Regions from separate parts of the Mus musculus genome. Here regions 1 and 2 are each linked to region 3. The links are chromatin contacts, called in public Hi-C maps. All regions are on one chromosome and are shown on one strand. Each heading gives the region's core, a stretch centred on a gene start, on an enhancer-like site or on the middle of the called end of the contact. The rest is flanking DNA. Distances are from core to core; before and after follow the strand shown.

Region 1 (4,165 bases), core at 257-2,756, 290 kb before region 3:
AAATGGTGCAGTGGACCTGGTGGCATAGAGGGAGCTTGGCTTGGGTTCTCCACCCAGCCTACCACACTGGGGCTCGTCAGCTGAGGCCTGTGTAGCACCACTTTTAGCTCTCTCTTTCACAGTCACTAAGTCTGATATAGTGGCAATGAAATAACACCAAGAAAGACATTAAACAGGTATGTGACTTATAAAAACCAAGTAACTATTACAGTTTAGTCTTCACCTGTAGAACCATCCACCCATTCTATTCTGATGTTTGCTGAACAGCTGCTTACAGCAAAGCACTGCCTTACACATTAACGGTTGTGGGTCTCATCTTTGCTGGAACAGAGAGAGAGCCAAGGATGAGGGACTTGTCTGTGAGTTGGCCCCTCCAGTACTGCAGGATACCACTAAATAACAGAAATTGTGTTGTGGGACTTACATTTTAGTTAAGCAGCAAGAGATTGTTTTTTAAATAAACAATTATATAATATGTTGGAAAATATATAATGAAAAGGGGGTGATGAAGGTGTGACAGAAGTGTGAGCGGGAGAGGATGGCTTCAGAGTGGCCCTTTTAAATGGGATGGGTGGAATGAGCCTCACAGAGAAGGTTGAAACCTGGAGGAAAAGTGGCAAAAGAACACACATGGAGTGTGTGTGTGTGTGTATATATATATATATGTGTGTGTGTGTGTGTGAGAGAGAGAGAGAGAGAGAGAGAGAGAGAAAGAAAGAAAGAAAGAAAGAAAGAAAGAAAGAAAGAAAGGAAGGAAGGAAGGAAGGAAGGAAGGAAGAAAGAAACAGAAGACCCAAACCAAACATGAGCATATGTAACATGGTTGAGACATAGATACATTTCTCATGTCCTTGGGATTTCAGGCCTTCACACATTATAGGCAAGTCCTGTTCTATTGTGCCACATCGGGGAACTGCGTTTATAAATGCTTGACAATATTTTGTGATTCTTTCTGGGCAAGTCTTTTATTTTTTGGACCTTTGGAGAGTAGAGGAGGAAGAGAAGAAGGAAGAAGAGGAAGAGGAGGAGGAGGAGGAAAGGAGAAAGAAAGAAAGAAAGAAAGAAAGAAAGAAAGAAAGAAAGAAAGAAAGGAAGGAAGGAAGGAAGGAAGGAAGGAAGGAAGGAAGGAAGGAAGAAAGAAAGACAGATGGGGAGGGAGGGAGGGAGAGAGGGGGGAAGGAGGGAGGGAGAGGGAGAGAGGGAGAGAGAGAGAGAGAGAAAACCATTCCATGAACCAAATGGCCTGAGATGACAGATACTGGAGGGTGTGCTCTGTTCAGTGACAAGGAAGGGAACTGACCTCGGGCTTGGGTGGTTGTTCTGTGTGCCAAGCGGAGAGAGAAGGAAGGTCTTAAGTCTTCCTACTCACTGGAAGATGGTACTAAGGAGAAAACTACCAGCCAGGGCTGCTCTCATGTGAACACCAAGCCTCACAGACCACAAGGGCAGCTGGAGGCTGTCCACGCTTCCTGAGCCCTAGAACACGTCAGATAAAATAATGCTGCTCCCAGTTGCCTTAGGGTATAAACAGTTGCTGGGATGGGAGATAATGTAATTCTGAACGCTGTGCTGGGGATGGTTATTGTTTTATATAATTACAATAATTTGCCAGGAGAGCAGCAAACAGATAGCATGCTGAGTTCAAAGGGAGATAGTAGAGTCCCCAGAGCCTGTATGAGCCAACCTTCTACAAGAGTTAAGCACCCCCCTCCCCTTGTGATGGCTAATTTCCAAGGTCACCTTGATTGGATTAAGAAAAAAAAATTGGCTTCTCTAGGCCATTTTGTCATTTACAGAGTTTGTGCTAGAAAACTGGGCAATCGAGTTAGAACAAAACAAGTCGCATGATGGGTTAAGTGAATTGGGGCTGCATGACTATTATCCTGGGCTTCACGTGGCCCAAAGGCTGGGTGCTCCTGGCTTAGAGTGCTCTTGGCTACATGGGTGGCTAGGAAGTATGGTTTGGGTGGTTAACCTTCATTGCCAATCTGGCTGGACGCAGAATCACCTAGGAGACCCATCTCTGGGTATACCCCGAAGGCGGGGAGCACAGCATCCCAGAACTGAATAAAGAGGGAAGAGAGAGAGAGCCTGATGAACATAGCACTCACTTATCTCTGCTTTCTGACACATCCCGATGTGAGCAAGCAGCTGCCCTCTCCTGCATCCCTGCCATACTTTCCATGGTTTATGAAACCCTCAAGCACCGTTCTAAAATAAACCCTTTCTCCCCTGAGTTGCTTTTGTCAAGATGACTTGAAAGCAGGCAGCACACTACCACATGAGATGTCCACTCGAGAAACACAGAGTGTGATAGGCATATCCTGCACAAATACTTTGCCTGTGATAAACACACAACACAGAAATGCATCATGGGAGCTGAGGGTTTACATCTGAGAAGCTGAAAGCAGACTCCTCGGACTGCAGACGACAGAGCAGGGACAAGGAGCAGCTCCTCAGAGTTCCCCATCCCTACAGAGGGCTGGTCTTTAATTAAGCACTATATATATATATATATATATATATATATACATATATATATATATATATATGTATGTATGTATGTGTATGTGTATGTGTATGATGTATATGTATATGTATACGTATGTACATATACATATACATACATACATACATATATATAATATATATATACACATATGTGTGTGTGTGTCAAAGTATACATCTTCCCTAGGATACATTTCTATACATTTTGAGAAGCAGATACAGTAAGAGTATCCATGGACATAATGAACTTAAAGTGGAACATTCCCAAGGCTCCCCAGATCATGCTGTGGTAAGCCTCTTCCTCCCACCACAGAAAATCTGGTAGCCAAAGATCTGTTTCTAGGCTCAGAGTTTGCCTCTTCTAGACTATCATGAAATGGAAGCATGGGCAGAGTAGCATGTTCAACTCTGTGTCTTGGTGTTGGAGACAACGCTGTTGAGACTCTCCCACACCGTAGTGTGCTTCAGTGGCCTTCTCCTTTTCATCGTCCAATATAACTCCATTGGTGGGTATGCCTGATGTTTGCACTGTCAGAGGAGGTCACATTGGACAAGGACAAGGTCTTCTGCTTCTGGGACCCCAGCCCAGAGGACAGTTATCCCCACATCCGGGGCAGTCTTGTTTTCTACCCTCAGCTTACCCTCTCTAGAAATACCCTCACAGATGTTCCCAAAGGACCTCTCTCCTCATCTCGGGTGTTTCGTGATCTAACCAAGTCCACAGTGGAAAGAAACTCAATGGATCCAGACTGTCACGGTAGAATTCCCCAAACGCCCATCAAACATGAGTCATATCAAGTCCCAGGAAGACCTCAAAGCACATGGGATCCGAGATCCAGAGACACCAACGCCAGAGGTATCAGTTATCTGCAGATAGAAAGCCAACCATGGTAGACAGCTTCTGTGAACATCTGCAGATAAATCTTGAGCACATGGGAAACGGGAAGACTGGGAAAGAAATCCAAGATTTTCAAAAGCGTTATTTTAGAAGGGGGAAAAAATGCTCTAACCAAAAGTTTCAACACTCAATACATCGCTCACCAGGAAACAGAAGGGATCGGCAGCGACGAGAAGTAAAGATCTGGAAGCGAGATCATCAAGGCTAACCTCTCCGGACAGCATAAAGAAACACAGAAGGAAATAGAGACAAGAGTGTCAGGGACCCAGGAGACCAAAAAGGATCTGACATGTGTGACATCAGAGTTCTGGAAAAACAGGAAAAGGAAGGTGGGAATTACAGATGCTGATGGATGGCTGGGAAGGTGGCTGGGTGCGTGAAAGTGCTTGCCCTGCAATATGAAGAGCTGATTTTAAAGCTATCCATGTCAAGAACCTGTGTCAAGCCGGGTGTGGTAGCACATCTGTGATCTTAGCATTCGGGGCCAGGTGGGAGGCAGAGACAGGATGCCTGCGTGAAGGCTGGGGGCTGGCTAGTGCCACGAAGAACAGAGCAGACACTATCGCAAACAGGCAGAGAGTGATGACTGACACCTGGAGAGCCTTCTGACCTCCACAGGCGCACCATGGCATGTGAGGATCTGCATACACACGTGTAAATGTGTGCAAACACAAAGACACCATACAAAAGAGGGTACATTTACAAGTTTCTGAAAGAACCCGGCTTAATAATGAATTCCAGTAATCCTAGCACTGAGGC
Region 2 (3,861 bases), core at 1,204-3,703, 330 kb before region 3:
TTGCATCAATTCCTCTGGCTTCCCATTCTGCTGTGCTCGCGGCCATCAATTCCCTCCTTATCGAACTCCTCAGACGACTGCAAGGCAGATCCTCAAATGGAGAGGTGGGATGAGGAGCAAGGAAGAAGGATGTGCGTGTGTGCGAGAGCTTCTGGGAGCTCAAGCTGTTGAAACCAACTCCAGTCTTGCTAACCCAGCTGCGGAAAAGGCATCGATTGACAGGAAAAGTCAACACAAAACCAAACAAAAGAGAAAGCCAAACTTGCCCTTCAGAGAAGTTTCCAGAACATGTCAGACAGGGCTCATTCTGAGCTTCAAAATGCAGTTACTTAGAATGGACTAAGAGGATTTCTCTCTCTCTCTCTCTCTCTCTCTCTCTCTCTCTCTCTCTCTCTCCCTCTCTCTTTTAGTTTTTTTTTTAAATTATGCATTGTATTTATAATGAGTCACTTCAATTAATTAAAATTAAGTACAACAGAACACAACAGATAAAAATTAATAGCAGAAAATGAAGAGCCTCCTCTGCCACTTAGGAACAGCAGCGTCGTGTGCTAGCATGACAGAGTGAAAGCAGAGGGTAGAAACCACGCATGGAAACCCAGCAGAACCCAGAAGCAACTGTAAAAGGAGAACAATCGCTTCCAGATGAAAACATATACCACCTTTCTCACTTGAGCCATGAACGTGTGAGCTTGTGAGAGTCAAAAGCATAGTCTATTTAACCCACTTTAGCAGAGGTAGATGCAGACATGTCTTTGGTTCTCTATGGTCTCCACTGCAACGTTCAACGTTTTAGGATACAAGGAAGACACAACGGGATTTTAGATTGCCCTTTCAGAAACAATGGGTAAAGCCTGGTGGGTGGCAACTATGATGCAGGAGGAGTTCCGTACGTTTGAGGCAGCCTGGGCTATGTAGCCAGATCTTTCGTGGAGAGAGAAAACAGGAAAGGTACGATTAGAAGCCACAACAGCTCCCCAGGAAATAGCTAGTGGACAAAGTAGGAATGCCCGTGTGTTCTGCTAAAGCAACAGGGTGCTATACTGGAGTCCACCACTAGAGGCATCAGAACACCAGGCTCTACCGTCAGAAGGGCAGGAAGAAGCCTAGGCTGGGTCAGGGCAAGGGGGTTTGGGAGATACGGGATACCCAGAAATTCCATCTTGGGAAAGATGCCCCCAAATCACAAATGTAACTTTGGATGCAAGTGACAAACTCGAAATGGACCCGGTTCAGTGAGAAGCTGGGAAGAAAGGACACATACCTATCAGGAGGGGACGGGTACAGACCTTTCTGGGATAAGAATAGAAAGCCCACCTCCCCCAAGTGCCACCACATTCCCCACGGGACTTCTAGGGAGTTGGGGGTGTGGAGAAGCAGCTGTCTTCCTATAGTCTCCAGGACCAGAAGGGAGAAAGAAAAGGAATTTTCCCCTCAAATCCAACCGGTGAGTCCCAAAAGAGGATACAGACAAACTGCGTTTGGCATTTGGCTCTCCTAAGCCAGATGCTGAATGTGTGGGTGTTAGATGACAAAGAGAAACGGCAGTGAGCCCCCCCCCCCTTAATAAAGATCTCTGACAGTAGTGTGTGTGTGTGTGTGTGTGAGAGAGAGAGAGAGACAGAGAGAGAGACAGAGAGAGAGAGAGACAGAGAGAGAGAGACAGAGACAGAGACAGAGAGAGAGAGAGAGAGAGAGAGAGAGAGAGAGAGAGTTTGAATTACCATCATGTAAACACTGGAAGATCTATTTACTGTCAAATTCTAGATTTTTCTCATAGAGACCAGAGCTGGCTTTCTCCCTGTATAGGAGCTAAGATTACCCGGATGATAGTTTGGTTTTTGCATTTGTTTTGTTTTGTTTTGTTTTGTTTTGTTTTGTTTTGTTTTGTTGGGTTTTGTCCTTCCTTCCTTCCTTCCTTCCTTCCTTCCTTCCTTCCTTCCTTCCTTCCTTCCTTCCTCCCTCCCTCCCTCCCTCCCTCCCTCTTTCTTTCTCTCTCAGTTCTGAAGCAAAGCTCAGTCCTTAGCAGCAGGACTCAGGTGTGAGGGACCAGAGAATCTGAGTGCCGCATGCTACTGCCTCTTCTGGGCAGGCTGCAGCGCCCGCTCCTCTGTCTCTGATTTACATTTGTTTTTCTGAACGGCTTTTTTTTTCTTTTTCTTTTTCTTTCTTTCTTTCCTTCCATGTGCTTCCTAAAAACACGGTTCTGAGGGAGAGCTGGGGTGTTTTGAAGTTGGGAGGGTGGTTGCTGACCATATCCACGTTCCTTCTCACAGGGACCCTCACCCCATCCCCCGGTCTTCTCTTTTCCCATCTCTCACCCTGCTCTCTGCAATGCTCAGCTTCTCTGGGTCTCAGCCTCCTACGAGGCCCCTGCCTATACTCCTGTCCTTATTCCTCTGGGGGTCATCATTCTTCCTTCAGTACATCTGGGTGGCATTTACGTGAAAGCAGCAAAAAGGAACAAACAAGCAAGGGTCGCCTGCGTGCTCAGACTGTAAGCTTCGCCTGCTCTGCAGGGGTCCAGCCGAGGCTGGCAGTACAAACCCTGCTGGCGATTAGCCTGCTCCTGGTTTAGCCATTTGAACTTCAAAAAATATAAACTAAGACCCAGCAAGGTGTCCGGGTTCGGAGCAGACCCGGGGTGCAGTGGAGGGGGTCCAATCACCCGCCGGGGATCAGGTCCTGCCAGGTCCTGGGCAGCCTGCAGCTCCTGCTGCAGTCGGCGCTGGCTATTCCTCGCAGGCAGCTGTAGGGGGCGCCGTTGAAGCTTGGTAGACGATTTTCCAGCAAATACAGAGTCATGCTTCGCTTTTTTTTTTTTCCCCCGGATAATAAATCCACAGAGCTTGTTTTTAACCCCCACCAGAGGTTAAAGTAGTTTCATAAAAAGTTTTTGGTAAATTCATGGGTAACTTTTTGAGGTTATGTGAGGTTGTTGTCAAAAAAATAAAAAGAAAGGGAAAGAGAAAAACAGCTTTTAGCTGTTGTTCCCTCTCTGCTCATGTAAGACCAGAGTCACAGGAGGGCGGATGGGAGGGGGATTGGAGCTTGGTGTTTTTCCAGAACAGTCCATGCACAGCCGCAGCTCCCTAGTCCCCCCGGAAGCCTAGCGATGGGGCTGGGGGTCGTGGGTGGCTGCGTAGGGTCTGCTCTGCACCCCAGCCTGCAGCCACCTGCCAGACAGCTGCCCCCGAGTTCCTGCCGGCGCCGGGGATGCAGTGCTGCAGTCTTCTCGATTTTTCTACAGCTCCCAGCCCGCAGACCCCTGCCCAAAGCGAGTCAGGGTGTAGAGAGAGCTGGTCGGGGGTCTTTGCATGCATTTCCCGAGTGGCAGTCAGAGTAGGGGTTAAACGGATTAAGAAGTTTATCCAATTGATAGGGAAGGAGACTGGAGGAGGCAGAGGGAAACAGCGCAGTTAAGGGAGGGGGCGTCGCACATTAACTATGATTCAGAGACTCAAATGCACCGAGTTCGTTTTTCATCTGCCTTTAGCTAGAAGAGAAAAATAAGGAAATTATAGAAAATTGAGACGCTAACATCCCTAAGAGCACTGTGCGCCCGGGGGTGCTTTAATGAACACTTAATAATTTCAAATGTTCGTGCTCAGAGGTGGCTTTGTCCGTCTCCAGCATGTCAGGTGCCTCGTAGCCATCAAAAGCTAATGCCTTTGGGCTGGGACAAAAAAAACAAAAAACAAAACAAAACTGAAAGTTAAAAACAAACAAACAAACAACATTTTAAGAGTTTTAGCAGAGAGGGGGCTATCTAGGAACCTATCTTTTCATCCACTATGAACTTGGGCACGACTCCCTGCCAGTGAGGATGGGGAGGTGGGTAACCTTGGCAGCCACCTCTGA
Region 3 (3,853 bases), core at 1,232-3,731:
TGTTGCTGCTTTTATTTTATTTACTGAAAGTGAGAGGGAACTTTTGTGGCCTTTTTTTTCTTTTTCTTCTGTAGGCCGCCTTAAGCTTACTAAATTTGGAACATCTAAGCAAGCTGAAGGGAAGAGGGGTTTTTCAGAATCACTGGGGGAAAAAGGAAAGGTTGCGGTGTTGATCATGCCCTATGGTGGGTGACCAACTGCTTGTACAATTACGTTTCACTCTTAATTAATTGTGCTTAAGGCTGAATTAAATTTGGGTGTTCCCTTCTTAGAGCAGCTCGTATTGGCGGAGATGCATGCGCTGGATGATGTCACGGCAGTCGTTGAAGACACGGCGGATGTTCTCAGTGTCCACGGCGCAGGTAAAGTGAGGGTAGCAGTAGTGGCGCCCATCTCCACTAGCAGTGCTGATTCTCTGTAGGCAGAGAGAGGGGCTCGGTCAAGCAACCCTCTCCAGGAGCCCCTCACCCCACCACCAGAGGACCAGCCATCAACTCATAGTACAATACAATGGAAGGCCTGGACCGCTCAGTCTCCAAATCCAGCACTGACTGGAGAATACTCGTGAGGAGGAGTAAGGGACTACAAGTCCTACTCACCAGAAACTCATCCCGAATGAAGTACTTGGCCCGGGTCACGCGTGGGTCCTCTCCCGGCTCGGGAGTCGCTACAAAAAAAAAAATTATTAATTATGCTAATTAGCTTAGAAGACCTAGTCTGACACCATTGTAGCTCATCACCCCCAAACTCTTGATCTCTGCCTATGAAAATGAGGGAAATAAATGTCCCTGGCTTCCCCATAGTGGGAGGGGCTAGGGACTCTCAGCCACACCTTGTGCCCAAGAACCACCTGACTAAACCAGCGCCATGACCGTACCATCCTCAGGAGTGGTGTAGCGAGCGAACTCTGGAAAGTAGTCCTCAATCTTCGATTTGCCAGCGAGGACTTTCTCAGCAAGCAGGTCTTGCTTGTTGAGGAAGAGAATCACAGAGATGGTGCGCAGCCATCTGAGGAGAGAGGGGCCAGGTGAGAGCTGGGGCCAGAGCAAGCTGCAGACCTACAGGTTGAGCCAAGTCAGGGAGACCCCACGCACCTGTTGTTCCAGATGCTCTTGAAGAGGTTCAGAGCCTCCTGCAGGCGGTTAGTCTGGTTGTCCTCCCGAATGACCATGTTGTAGCTGCTGCTGGCCACCACGAAGATGATGGCAGTCACATCATTGAAGCACTGGATCCACTTGCGGCGCTCATCGCGCTGGCCGCCCACATCGAACATGCTGGAACCGGAAAATACTGGGTTACCCTGGGCCCACCACTCTCCAGGCCAGATAGTTGGGGCGGGACAACGATTCACTTACTGGAAGTTGACTTTGTCCACCTGGAACTTGGTCTCAAAGATTCCAGAGGTCAGGACACGGCAGCGAAGCAGGTCCTAGAACAAAGAGGGGGGTCAGTAGGTCTCACCCTAATTGCCCGGAGAAGAACCAGCAACGTGGAACCCCAGGCTTGAGGACAGAGGCGCACGCGTACCTGGTCACTTGGCACGTAGTCGGCCTGCTTGATCACATCAATCTTGTCCAGGAAGCTTGAAAGAAAAGGAGACACGGTGGTCAGTGTGTGCCAAGTGTGTACCCCGTAAGGCAAGTGGTGGTGGGATCCGCCCTTGCTTTTGACATGTAAGAGAAGTTTAAAACTTCATCCCTTTCCTAAAGCAATGTACAAGTGCGGGTTTAAGGGTGCACAGGTCTCTGTCCAGGACAAAGCAGAGCCAGCCCTCTCCCTGTCTGCTTTGGAAGACTCTCATTCATTATTGAGAACTGAGCCAAGACAAGCTGTGGGCACAAAGGGGCTGTTCTTGCATTCACCACTTTGAACAGGAAGCAAAGACGAAGTTCCCTTCCTATCTACTGGGTCTGTGAAACAGAAAAAGTTTGAGATAGCAAACTTTTAGTTTAAAAAAAACAAAAACAAAACAAAACAAGAAGAAAGAAAAGTTGCTCGACTATAAACACAGGAAAATTAACTTTTGCCTTTTGCAGGACTGAGATAATGTAATATGAAAAAGTAATATTAATACTAGTTTGGAGGATTTGGGGGCCAAGGGCCAGAGGGCTGGGAACTCTTTTAAAGTAGACCAACCAGAAAGGAGCATAGTCTATTTAAAGAAAGCCCCTGAGTTTTTTTGTTTTGTGTTTTTTTTTTTTTTTCTCCTTCCCCTTCCTTTTTACCAGTTCCGAGTTAGTCTGGCTTAGAGGATACACTAACTGGCCCAATCAATCTTACATTACAGCACAGGCCCACAAATAGCTCCCCAGCCACCCTGGCCTCCAGCATGTTGCCATGGCAACAGAACCACAATTCTATAAATAGATCCTTAGCACCAAATCTTGTGAGAAGACATCTGGAGTGGGGCCAGCCAAACTGCAGCTCAACAAACACAAACCTGGCAGTTTAAGAACCAACCAGGTCCAGGCCCAGTGCCTCCAGCAAAAAGGCAGTTAGACAAATGAGCGGGCCACTGTGCACTCAGGCTGGGGAGAGGCCTCTTACACAACTTGAAAGTTGTTTTCTTTTTCTTGAAGTTGGTGCCACGTGGTACAGTGTTCAGGAGTAGATTGCACTGCTTTCAACAACAAGACATCCTTAAAGTGGTGTGATCCCCAAAGAACCTGGCTAAATCACTGTTAATCAGTTAGGAAACTGACCCCAGCAATTCCCTACCGGGTAGCTGAGCCTCCTCATCTTGTATCTGTACTTAACTCCTGAATTGGATCCAAAATACAAATCACAAACAATTCCAGGATCTCCATTTGTTTTCTGTTTCTATAATTAGTGCTTCCAGCTTTTAGTACAAACTTTTGAGAAAAATCAGGAACTTTGCTGGAGGAGGTGTGGGGGCTGGGGCCTGTGGGGCTGCTTTTCAGTTCCTTGAAAGAATATATAACTGTGTGTATTAAGTCATGACATGCTATATATGTAGCAACAAGTCCCCATGGGAGAGTGAGCCTAGGAAAGGGTCACTGTCCCCCTCCCATCATGAAGCTGAAGTGCCTTATAAGGTACTGAACAATAAAAAGTCTGTGTATTTTATATGAGGAGGCCAGTATGTGTTTGCTACACTGTGTGCGCCCCTAAATGCTTAGAGTTCATATCCGTGAGTTATACCACTTTATTACAAGTAAGTATTTTGCCTTGCTCTAGCAGGTATTAATTGTTTATGTAAAACAGTATCAGTGGTCTATAAAGTGCAATTAAAAGCTTTATAAAACAAATGAACCAGACTGGAACTCTCTGACTACTGGTGGGTTTGTAGCTTCCTGGCTTCTGAGCTTCTGTTTTGCCATGGGGGGACAGCTACTTACTACTGGGCACAGTCAATCAGCTGGTACTCATTGGAGCGCTCGTAGCAGGCACGCACTCCCTCATCCTCCCACAGAGCCTTGGCATGCTCATAGAATTCCTGAAAGAGAACCCAGGAAAAACGTTGGCTGACAGACTGAGCTCAAACCAATCAGGGACCCCACCCCTGGAATTCTAAGGCCATCGCTCGCTATGTGAGTCCAAGTGTGAGCCCCCGGGTTAACCAGCGCTTGGAAAGAGCCTGCAGTTCTGTTAAACTCCCAGAAATCTATATAATGAATTAGCATGCTTTCATCTCTGGGGAGTGCTCACAGTCTTGGGTGGCTGCTTCTGTTAGTCTTGTGAGGGGTGGGAGCAAACCAAATGAGTAAACTCCCCCTAGAATTATGTGTACAGGAGGGATATGTACTACCCTGTGGGAGGGACATGGGCCAAGGTTAGAATATTGTCCAGATATCAGAGTAGCAGATGTCAATGACATCAGATGCATTGTGGG

The links. Hi-C and Micro-C count contacts between places; a contact is called where the count stands out from the background.
Region 1: a Hi-C map of the N1E-115 cell line shows a contact between it and region 3, with 2.6 times the contacts expected there. The contact joins two enhancer-like sites. A contact is called at or near these places in 4 of 39 promoter capture datasets (the C10 cell line, the HPC-7 cell line, neural stem cells and 1 more), 5 of 484 Hi-C or Micro-C datasets (CD4 T cells, the N1E-115 cell line, macrophages and 2 more) and 7 of 115 datasets of contacts at active chromatin or transcription factors (bone marrow-derived macrophages, effector CD8 T cells, embryonic hindbrain and 4 more).
Region 2: a Hi-C map of the HPC-7 cell line shows a contact between it and region 3, with 3 times the contacts expected there. The contact joins two enhancer-like sites. A contact is called at or near these places in 11 of 39 promoter capture datasets (the C10 cell line, the HPC-7 cell line, cranial neural crest and 7 more), 2 of 15 datasets of contacts at CTCF or cohesin (the NIH/3T3 cell line and stem cell-derived epiblast-like cells), 9 of 484 Hi-C or Micro-C datasets (the AtT-20 cell line, the HPC-7 cell line, the N1E-115 cell line and 6 more), 29 of 115 datasets of contacts at active chromatin or transcription factors (DN3 thymocytes, the HPC-7 cell line, SST interneurons and 21 more) and 3 of 9 other capture datasets (adipose tissue, liver and pancreatic islet).

The regions. Positions count from the first base shown.
Region 1 is chr2:174,626,967-174,631,131 of GRCm38.p6, reverse strand. It overlaps a transcript of Zfp831 not described here. Among named protein-coding and RNA genes, the nearest start is that of Zfp831, 14 kb to the left of the region's middle. Within about 2 kb of position 1,506, at least 7 of the 459 cell types and tissues checked have an H3K27ac peak or open chromatin away from gene starts, as enhancers often do. A contact at or near this core is called in the HPC-7 cell line and the N1E-115 cell line, where this site is marked.
Region 2 is chr2:174,673,058-174,676,918 of GRCm38.p6, reverse strand. The region is part of intron 3 of Zfp831 (zinc finger protein 831); the gene reads right to left. Among named protein-coding and RNA genes, the nearest start is that of Zfp831, 31 kb to the right of the region's middle. Within about 2 kb of position 2,453, at least 147 of the 459 cell types and tissues checked have an H3K27ac peak or open chromatin away from gene starts, as enhancers often do. A contact at or near this core is called in the HPC-7 cell line, the N1E-115 cell line, adipose tissue and 11 more, where this site is marked.
Region 3 is chr2:174,342,804-174,346,656 of GRCm38.p6, reverse strand. It overlaps Gnas (GNAS (guanine nucleotide binding protein, alpha stimulating) complex locus), which reads right to left. Exons shown (of 12, transcript NM_010309.4): 6 at 3,360-3,457; 7 at 1,528-1,582; 8 at 1,356-1,429; 9 at 1,095-1,274; 10 at 878-1,008; 11 at 600-667; 12 at 1-415. The coding sequence ends at 269. Among named protein-coding and RNA genes, the nearest start is that of Gm30189, 17 kb to the right of the region's middle. Within about 2 kb of position 2,481, at least 278 of the 459 cell types and tissues checked have an H3K27ac peak or open chromatin away from gene starts, as enhancers often do. A contact at or near this core is called in the HPC-7 cell line, the N1E-115 cell line, adipose tissue and 11 more, where this site is marked.